2 separate regions of the Mus musculus genome follow, and region 1 is linked to region 2. Evidence: chromatin contacts called from public HiChIP or PLAC-seq data. All regions are on one chromosome and are shown on one strand. The core of a region is the stretch at or near the end of the contact, and the rest is flanking DNA. Distances in the headings are between cores, read along the strand shown. Region 1 overlaps Ubr4 (ubiquitin protein ligase E3 component n-recognin 4). Region 2 holds the start of Ubr4 (ubiquitin protein ligase E3 component n-recognin 4).

Region 1 (4,825 bases), core at 1,838-4,337, 110 kb after region 2:
GGGCCCACCAGCTCCGAGGGTTGGAAGATGTGTGTGTCCTTGGCTTAAACCCCCTTGGTGGTCACAGCCCGAGGCTCCTTACTGGCTTTGGGTTCTTTGCTCTTGAAAGTCTCCACTTGGGGAGAGGTGAACACCCTCAGCTCAGACCCTCACTTCCAGCTGTCAGCAACTGAGGCCACCTTGTCACACACCCTCCATACAGTAAGCACTAAGCTCTAAGCACTCTGATAGCCTGCCTGCTCTTGCTCTTATGTAACACTTCATCCCATGGCCCCTACCGGCGATATGCCTGGACCCACACATCTTGGGGGAGGGTAATGAGCCTTTTGGTCATCAGTGCAGTGGTCCAGTCAGAGCTTGCTTTCAGAAATGCAGGTGTGGGGCTGTCCCATGTTGAAACTGTGAGATCATGTAGAACGTTGCATAAGCAAAGAGAATCAGGCCAGTGAGCCCTGCAGGCAGGCCCTCCTTGCTTCCAGAAAGGCTCTGTCGTATGTTGGTGGGCTCTCCATAGCACTGAGACGGTCTGCCTGACTAGACACAGAGCCAGCTCCGTTCACTTACTCACCTGGCCCATGTCCCACTGATTGTTGTAGAAGGTGCCCACTAGTAACACTGAGGGCGGCTGGTCCTGCTCTCTGGCCGAGTACATCCGCCACAATGACATGCCCATCTACGAAGCTGCCGACAAAGCCCTGAAAACCTTCCAGGAGGAGTTCATGCCAGTGGAGACCTTCTCGGAGTTCCTCGACGCAGCAGGTCAGTGCCGGTTTCTGTTTTGTTTGGTTTGGTTTGGTTTGGTTTGGTTTTGTTTTGTTTTGTTTTGTTTTGTTTTGTTTTGTTTTGTTTTTCGAGACAGGGTTTCTCTGTATAGCCCTGGCTGTCCTGGAACTCACTCTGTAGACCAGGCTGGCCTCGAACTCAGAAATCCACCTGACTCTGCCTCCCGAGTGCTGGGATTAAAGGCGTGCGCCTGGCCAGTGCAGTTTTCTCTTGTAGAGATTCTCTGGAGCAAAGCCCAAGTCTGCCTCAGTGAACTGGCCATTATCTTCATCTTCACAGAGCAGAAGTAGGCGCACACTAACCCCCTCCAGTCATAGGAAAGGTGTCCATTCAAACAGCCCACTCATCAGCAGGAGTGGAACTTGCTTTTAGTGGCTGTGCATCTCTGGGTTCCAGGACAGCCAGGGCCACAGAGAAAAACCCTGTCTCAAAAAAAAAAAAAAAAAAAAAAGTGAAAACACCCCCAGATGAAAAAGCTAAGTTCAGCATGCCCTGTCCATTGCCTCAGCTCGACCACTGGCACGGGAGTCCAGCATTCTGGATTACTCTCTTAGCATCATTCTCTTATACTGTTAGTAGAGGCTGTGGAGGTTAAGTAAGCAGATGTGGGAGAGTAGGAACTCCTGGTTCCAACCTTTCGTCAGGGTTAACAGGAGAAAGGGCACTCCTGCCTTCCCCTGCCTCCCAGCCCTGGGCAGTAGGTGGAGAGGCATCACCCCAAGGGTGACATGGGAGCAGATGCTCCACAGCTCCCAGCCCCTCAAGTCCATGCTCTCCCATACAAACTCTTTGTGGGAGTTGGACTCTCAGATGCAGGCGCTTTAACACTCACCTGCATTTCATAGCTAAAAAGTGTTGGGAGCAGAGCATGGCCTGGGCTCAGGCTTGGGAAGATCAGCCCAGGATTAGAGATTCCAGCTCCTGGGTCCCAGAGCTGTTGTGTCACAGCCTCCACTGGCGCTGTCTTGGGGGGGGGGGGTCGGGAGACTGCACCAAAGCAGATGTAACTGGACCTGCCCAGCTTCTGTTGTCAGCCGGCTCCATGCTTCTGCACTTTCTGGTGTTCACTGTGGGAATTGTATACGGGCAAGGGAGAAATCCCCCAGGCTCTGTTGCCAAGGGAACGGTGCTGTTAACATCTCCGCTCACCTTTGTATCCTCGGGAAGGAGGCCCACCCACTAGTCGAGAGCCTGTCTGCATGTACCCTTCTGGTTTCCAAGCACTGAGCACGCTCTGCCTAAGATGGTGTCTCTGGGTCTGCCCTGCTGTCTGAGCTGCCGTAGTCTCCTTGCTCACCTCTGTTTCCTACTTTATGGCTCCTTAGTCCTCCTGACTGTGTCTTCCCAGCCTGGCTGTTGAGGCAGCTCACTGTTTCCCTCAGAGTTAGTCTTGAGCAAGAGCACAGAGCTCACCTGTGTCCTCAGCCAAGGTCTGTGCTCATCACAGATGGCAGAAATGACGACAGAAGTCAAAGCCAGTGAGAAGAGGTAGCCAGGGCGAAGGACTCACCCACCCCAGGCCTCGCCCCGCACAGGCCCTAGGCATAGAGTCTCTAGCCTCTTTTGTGAGGCTAGGCTTGCGCTTTTTTTTTAAAAATAAATCATTCCATTCGTTTACATCTCAAATGATATCCCACTTCCCAGTTACCCATCTACATCCACCCTCTCCCCACTCCCCTTTGCCTCTATGAGGGTGCTCACCCATCACTCACCCTCTCCTGCCCCACTGCTCCAGCATCCCTGTACCCTGGGGCATCAAACCTCCACAGGACCAAGGGCCTCCCTTCCCATTGCTATCAGGTAAGGCCATCCTCTGCTACATATGTATCTGGAGTCATGAAGGCCAGACTTTTAAACCTTAATTCAGACCTTTAAACTACCAGAGCACTGGGTATGCTCTATTCAGACTCAAGAACAAAACACTTTCCAGAGCCAAGAGAGACAGCCTGGCTGCATTTGTTCCTGCAGATGCTCTGAGGGATGACGTGTTCGGATGCTCAAGTTTAACTTGAGGCTTTAGTATTTGCTCTGCACTAGTGATGAGGTCAGGTGCCGGGCCAAGGACTTGATGTAGAGAGTGCACTGGGTCCTTCCACTAGGAAGGCCATCCTCAGTTAGTCCCCATGGCAGGCAGGGAGGGATCCCTGTTGTCTCTTTCTGAAAGCTGAAGCAATGGAGCCCTGAGCTCTGGCAGCTTGCTTAGGAAGCCTGTGGTGGGATCGAAGCCCAGAAGAATCAGAGGCCTCTGTCCTGCTCTGACCTTCAGCCCATAAGACCATCAGCATTTGCCTTTCTTTGACCAGTTTAAAATGACAAAGGCTGAGGATGAGGCTCTGAGTTCTGATCCCCAGAAAAGCCAGGTGCAGGTGTAACTCTAGCGCTGGGAAACTGCCTCTAGTAGGATCCCAGGCTGAGCTTGCTGGCCAACCAGTCTAGCCAGCCGGTGAGCTTTAGGTTCAGTGAGAGAACCAATCTTAGAAAAGAAGGCGAGGGCCATGGAGAAAGACCATGTTCACACACACGCACATCACCACTCTGGGGTAGGGGAGTGTGGCTCAGCTGGAAGAGTGCTTGCTTGCTTGGGATGCATGGAACACTGAGTTCTGTCCCTCCAGCACCATATATACCAGGCATAGTAGCACAGAAGTTCAAAGGAGGTTGTCAGCTACATAGTGAGTTTGAGGCCAGTCTGGGATCAGGAACAAGACAAGAAAGAAAAACTTGGGAGTTGCAGTATTTTATAGCCCCTTGAGTGACCCCTGGACAGGTGGAAATCCTCCACTCCAGGGAATTTAAAATGGTATCTGCCACACTGTCCTAGCAGCACCCACTTCTCAAGCAGAGTATTAGTCACACAGTGGTCACCTCCCCTCCATTGCTGGAATCCCATCAGAGCATGCTGGCACAGTATATCCTATTCGTGAACCAGGCTTCTGTGACTCGGTGGGGCTGGGGGCCCTGTGCTACTCCCACTCACACTGTCTTTGCTTTCCAGGTCTTCTATCAGAAATCACCGATCCAGAGAGCTTCCTAAAGGACCTGTTGAACTCAGTCCCCTGACCATCCCCATGGAAATGAGATTGAAGCTAGCTTGCATTCTCCCCTCATTCATCTCTCCGTGTGCACTCATTTCCCCCACGGATGCTGCATTAGCACCCCCTCCTCCCTCAGTTTTCTCGGAGTGGTTTGGGGTCTGTAGGCTTCCTGTTCTATCACGTGTGTGTGTGTGCTGCGCAGGCTATGAAGTTGTCTGTAGCTCAAGCCATTGAAGGACCTATACGTACCTAGGAGCTGTGAGCTGTCCCGGCCAGCTTGAGTGTGTACATCTTGAAATAAATGAATGACTTAGTACACATTGGAAAGGGGTCTAGCTGCTGCTTGCCCAGTGCTTTCCAGTGAACTCACAGCCTTGCAGTGACACACCAGGAAGACTGCTGGAGTTGAATTGTGTTCTCTGGGGTCTGATGGTTTTTTTGTCCCTAGCCAAAAGAGGGCTCAGCAGAGCAGGCCCTGGTCAGCATCTACTTCAAAGGCCTTGAAAGCATTTGACAGTCTCCTGCTGGCTGCCAGGCAGAGAGGAGAGACTTCAGGGAAGGGTGAGAATAGTGAGAATAGCTGTGTCCACTGCTAGGGCTCTTCTGCCCACCGCCCTAGGAAGAGCCTGTGCATTGTTCTGCACCCCAAGTCGCCTGCTGAGACCTCAGTTGACAGGTGAGGCGCCTCTGAACTTAGTATCTGGACCTCTGAGACCTGCCCCCACCTCCTGGCTCCTGAGAGCCTTTCTCAGACTTCAGCAAAAGGCTGACCCAGTCACAGCCTGTCGGGAGGAAGAGCTGGCTAACTCCCATCAACCAAAGGCTTTGGTGACATCAGCCCCTCTGAATGTCTGGTTCACAAGGTTGCTCCCTGGACCAGACCATCTGGGCCTGTGATGCCTCTGGTCTCCTTTGGATGACTTCCACAACCAAGGCACCATGTTGCTTCCCCAGAGCCTTTGCAGCCAAAAGGCAAGAGTATTGTGCTTAGCTCTAACAGAGAGACA
Region 2 (5,105 bases), core at 258-2,757:
TCATTTTTAGTTCATAAAATATTACTATTCTGGAAAGTACTATCTTACCTTTTAGATTGGAATAGTGTTGAAACTTGTGCTTCATCTAACACTGCTTTTCAGTGTTATCTAAATTTATGTATGTTATTTTTTTGAGGCAGAGTCTTGTTGTATATTCCTGACAGGCTTTAATTTGCTACGTAGACCAGACTGGTCTTGAGTTTGTGGTAATTCTCTGCCTCCCCAGTGATGGCATACCAAACACTTTAAATAGATTTATGTGCGCGCATATATATATATATATATATATATATATACACACACACCATACATGTGTGTATATGTGTGGAGGGTGTGTGCACCTGGGAATGGAGGTTTCTATAGAGTCCAGAAGAAGACAGCAGATCTCCTGGAACTGGAGTTACAACCATAACAGCTAGACCTGGGTGGTGAGAATGGAACTGTCAAGTTATCTCTTGAGCTCCTCAGTCTAAATTTACAACATAGATGTTATCCCAAGAACCTCCACTACTAAATTATGTATTTGAAAAGGAAGATGTTTATTCCGAGTGCCTTGACACCCCAAAGCCAGAAATATGAGACTTGTTATTACTGCTGATGGCCAGACGTGGTGATGATCTTGGCACTTTGAGAGGCTGAGGCAAGAGGATTGTGTTAGTGTTCCATGTCAGCCTGAGCTACAGTGGAAACGCCCGAATAAAATAAGACCATCCTCCCCCTTCCCGACAGAACTATAAACAGGTGTGGACACCCACACCTGTAATTCCACTGGAGGTGAAGATAGAAGGATTGCTGAAATCAACAGTCAACCCAAATAGGGGCCCCTGAAAGACTGCTGCGATGGCTACTAATGCTTACCCTCTGGGGTCTGAGGGAGGAAGGTTCGCAGACAATTTGGCCTATAGGGACCAAATTTCAAAAAAGCTTAACGTTCTCTCTAGATTATTATCGAAGGAATTCTAAATATATAAAGAAGTGGCTGCGAAATAGGAATTCATGAAGAAAATCATTACTAAGCGAAGGTGTGCGCAGAAAGTTTGCCAAGTGGTAAGCGCTAGAATGGCTGGCTGCTCATGCGGTACACTGGGCAGAGGAAGTGACTAACACTGAGCAGGTTGTGGCCTCCTCTCCCCCCTGTCTGTCCTAGGATGGCGCCGTTCAGACATCTCTTCCGAATCCAAGTCACAAACTTACATTTCCAGGAGGTTGGGGAACCATATTGCCGCTTATTGCGGGGCCCGCGCACGCGCGGTAGTTACTGCTTCCCGCGAGCATGCGCAGGGTTGCTCGCCGCCATGGCGCACGCGCAGAGGGCATTGCTCCTAGCCCTCCTCTGGCATTTTCAATCGTGCGCAGGCGCACTACCCTGGGTTAAGCCCGCAGAAGTCAGAGGCCGTCCAGGTCTTTGCGTTTTTGTTGGGCGACCCGCGGCGCGCTGTCTGACGCGCACGATTGCGTCACTTCCGCCCCCTCCCGGGAGGCGGCGCTGGGCCGGTGGCAAGCCCCCGGAGGGAGCCGCAGTAGTACGACGAAAGATGGCGACGAGCGGCGGCGAAGAGGCGGCGGCAGCAGCTCCAGCGCCCGGAGCCCCGGCGACCGGGCAGGACACGACCCCGGGCTGGGAGGTGGCGGTGCGGCCCCTCCTGTCCGCGTCCTACTCCGCCTTCGAGATGAAGGAGTTGCCGCAGCTGGTGGCCTCAGTCATCGAGAGGTACCGGGCGGCGGCGCCGGCGGGCGGGGTGGGGGGGGAGGGGAGGACGGGCCGGTTCGTGAGTCCACTCTGTCAGGGAATCCACCCCACGCATGCCTTCGGGACTCCCGGGCGCTGGGAACGAGAGCGCCTCTGGTTTCCACCCAGCTCTGGCGTGAACCATCCCTGACTTGATTTACCCTCCGGAGCAAAACTTTTATGGTTGCTCTGGCTGGAGGGCGTGGCCGGACGCATTTGAGAACTGGCTATTGAGATGCACGGTGCTGCTGGGCCAGTGTCACCCGGCCCGCTGCCCCCGGCCCCCCCCCTCCCCATCCACCTCAGTCGCGTTAAGGTCAGGGCGTGGATGAGTTTGCATTTCTCCCTGTCACCAGAACCGGAGGTTTACTTTGGAGAGCTACCACATAGTTTAATAACGGTCTTTCTTTGGTGCTATGATAACTGGGGGCACGTGCTGTTTCTGTGACTGAAGCCACTAGTTACCACTGAATACTTCGGTTTTACTTTGCACTGTAATTGCGTATATCCGAGATCGGAGTCCTTCTCTTTCTCAATAAAATGCTTTACAGACTCTTATTTACGGGACTGTTCCTTGGCTTGCTGTTAATGTGTTCATACCTTTGTATACAGATTGTTAGATTGCAAGAGTCGTATTTCTTCATGGGAATGTGGTGATCTCTGTGTCTACCTTTTCCTGACTACGGGGCTCAGAGCAAATGAGTTTAATAGAAGACTCATGCTTTTAAAGCCTGTTTTCTCACTTTCGTTTTCCTAGCCAAACCAAGTTTACTTGCCCCAGTAACTCTCTGAAATTGCTAAGCGGGTCATTTTACCTTGCTGGTCAGCAGGATATGTCTAAAGGTTATTTGGAAAGTTGTGTTATTTGGAAATTGCTGTGGTTTGGCATTATTATTTATCACAACAACTGTCACTGCCTGTGATGTTTTGGATGAATGATCTTTAACAATTTATAATAAAATAGTGTCTGGGTTTGATAATTTAAGTTCTAACAAATAGATTTTCTTGCTTAATTATGCCCAAGGTTGTTTTGAAGATGAAAACAAGTATCAGAAAGTCTCAAATTATCTAGCATCTTTTTATTTTACCTTCTTTTCCTCCTTTTTTTTAAAAAAAATCCACGTGTATGTGTGTCTGTGTATTCGGATGCCCCAGGAGGCAGGAACAAGGCTTCAGATCCCCTAGAGATGGAGTTAGGGGCAGCAGTGACCTGCCTGGCACTAGCACTGGGATCTGAACTTGGGTTGGAAGAACAGGAAGTGCTCTTAACCACTGGACCATCTCTCTGCCCTATTGTAATTCAATTGTGTGTGTGTGTGTGTGTGTGTGTGTGTGTGTGTGAGAGAGAGAGAGAGAGAGAGGGAGAGAGAGAGACGAGAGAGAGAGAAGAGAGAGAGAGAGCACGCTTGTGCTTGAGCGCACTCTGGAGATCTGAGGACAAGTTTTAGGAGTTGATTCTCTCCTATCTTAGTGTCCAAGAATTGAACTCTGGTTATCAGGTTTGGGTGCCAACCCCTCAGCCCATCCTCAGCCAGCGGCAGCCTCCGATTTCACTGTTTAAATTGCTGCTAGTTTTCCTGAGTCATGCTTTCTGCTTACGGTCACAGTGTTCACTTCCTTGTAGACCTCTTTCCTTTGGGTTTATGGATGTGACCTGAGGTTATAGTGTTATTTGTTGATGATGTACATCCCATTTTCTTGGCCCTTGCATTTTAAACGTAGAGCAAACCCTAGCAACCTGGTGAATCCAAACACAGAACTAGATTTGAATTTTGCTAAGTGCTAGTGACCCTTCCACATTCTTAGTTATCTGAGAGAACCAGGGACTGCCTGTGTTTGTAGACAGGATTTTGGTCTTTATGGTTTTGGGAAAAGTGATGTGTGTATAGTACTGTGTTTTATTGGGAGTCAGGAGTTTTGAAGTTCGCATTCTGTTTTCTATAGCTTAGTTAAGTTTAAAATCCTGTTTTGTGTCTTCTTTGGAGAAATTTGAGCATAGAAAAAGGATACAACTCTGGCTTATACATCTCTCACCATGTAAGGCAGTTTGGTATTAAGTGTGTAGAACATAAGTCAGCCTTTCTCTAAAGGGTCAGATTGTAACTGCAGGTCTGGGGACTGTGTGGGCAGCCATGTATGAGTGTGTTTAATTTCTTACATGCCTTGAAATGTACACATTGTAGAAGATCTAGCCATTAAAAGATACAGAAACCAGCTACTCATAGGCATAGCTGGGTTTAGCCCCGGTGTGCTGACCCATCCCTTAGAGCACACTAACAACATCACTTTCTCAAATGTTTTCTCTCCAGAGAAATACAGCAGGGGACTCAGAAATGTGGATGCATTCATTGCCTAGGGCCTTGGGCCACTCAGTACTGAGTGTCGGGCTGGGGTGCACATTGTTTCCAGCTGTTGTAAGTTCAGGGCTTACTGGGCTACTGTTGTGCTAGTGGGAGGGTTGCTGTGTCTTCTGCACCTGCCTTGTCTTTTCTCTGGTTACAGCTGCCTGCCTTTTCTCCCTTGCCCCCTGGGAACCCTGCTTTTTCTGTGTCACTGTTTGTTGTGTTGGCTTCATCATCACAGTCCCTGTTTGTTTCTGACAATCTGCTCACACATTGAACTCTCCTGGAACTTCTGGGTCTGACACTGCCCCATGAGTGATTCTTTTCGATTTCTCCATTTTTCCCCTTGTCTCAAGTCATGCTTTATAATTGGAATTGACCTTTTAGAACAGAATACATTGGAAATTCTTAGAGACTGATCTTAACTGTCTGATGAAATTGCTTGATGTTAAGACCACGTTGTGAAGTAAAGGGCAGTAGATTAGCATGGGTGAAGTGATGTGTACCCTCAAAAGGGCCATCAGATCTTTGAAAGAAAATGATACCTGAGTTTAGTTAAGTATGGGTGCCTTCTACTATAACCTGCAAGTCTTTTAGTACAGACTGAAAACCTTTTAAGTGTCATACTGCTCTGAGAATTCCTTTCAGCACTTTGCAAACAGACATGGTTGGGAACATAGCTGACATTTAGTCTACATAGATTTTAAAAACGACACCCATAACCCCTTCCTAAGTGGCTCTGGCTTCTTTCATGATAAGCATCTTTGAAAACATTCTGTCTCCCAGGTATTCCTTGAACCTTTAGGGCAGAGCTACTGTCTGGGACAGGGAGGGTGTTGGAATCCTCCAACAGGTAATGCGGATCCTTAGGAGAGGTCTTGAAGGGAGCCAGTGCTGCACTGACTGTTGTCTTCTGCCTTCACATACTAGAGTGTCATGCTGACATTGAGCCACAGAAGGCAGAACCCATCGCCAACAGGGACTCCTGGTGTCTTGGTATCTCGCTCACTGCTGGTTGATCAACATGGGAGAAA

Evidence for each region. HiChIP or PLAC-seq counts read pairs in DNA pulled down with a chosen protein or histone mark.
Region 1: a contact with region 2 is called in an H3K4me3 HiChIP or PLAC-seq map of embryonic stem cells, with 13 read pairs. The contact joins the enhancer-like site here to the promoter of Ubr4 in region 2. A contact is called at or near these places in 1 of 39 promoter capture datasets (macrophages), 2 of 115 datasets of contacts at active chromatin or transcription factors (both in embryonic stem cells) and 1 of 9 other capture datasets (adipose tissue).

What each region holds. Positions count from the first base shown.
Region 1 is chr4:139,485,389-139,490,213 of GRCm38.p6, forward strand. Ubr4 (ubiquitin protein ligase E3 component n-recognin 4) reads left to right here. Exons shown (of 106, transcript NM_001160319.1): 105 at 597-759; 106 at 3,779-4,145. The coding sequence ends at 3,843. Among named protein-coding and RNA genes, the nearest start is that of n-TVaac1, 57 kb to the left of the region's middle. Within about 2 kb of position 3,088, at least 20 of the 459 cell types and tissues checked have an H3K27ac peak or open chromatin away from gene starts, as enhancers often do. A contact at or near this core is called in embryonic stem cells, where this site is marked.
Region 2 is chr4:139,379,152-139,384,256 of GRCm38.p6, forward strand. It overlaps Ubr4 (ubiquitin protein ligase E3 component n-recognin 4), which reads left to right and starts at 1,508. Exons shown (of 106, transcript NM_001160319.1): 1 at 1,508-1,711. The coding sequence starts at 1,536.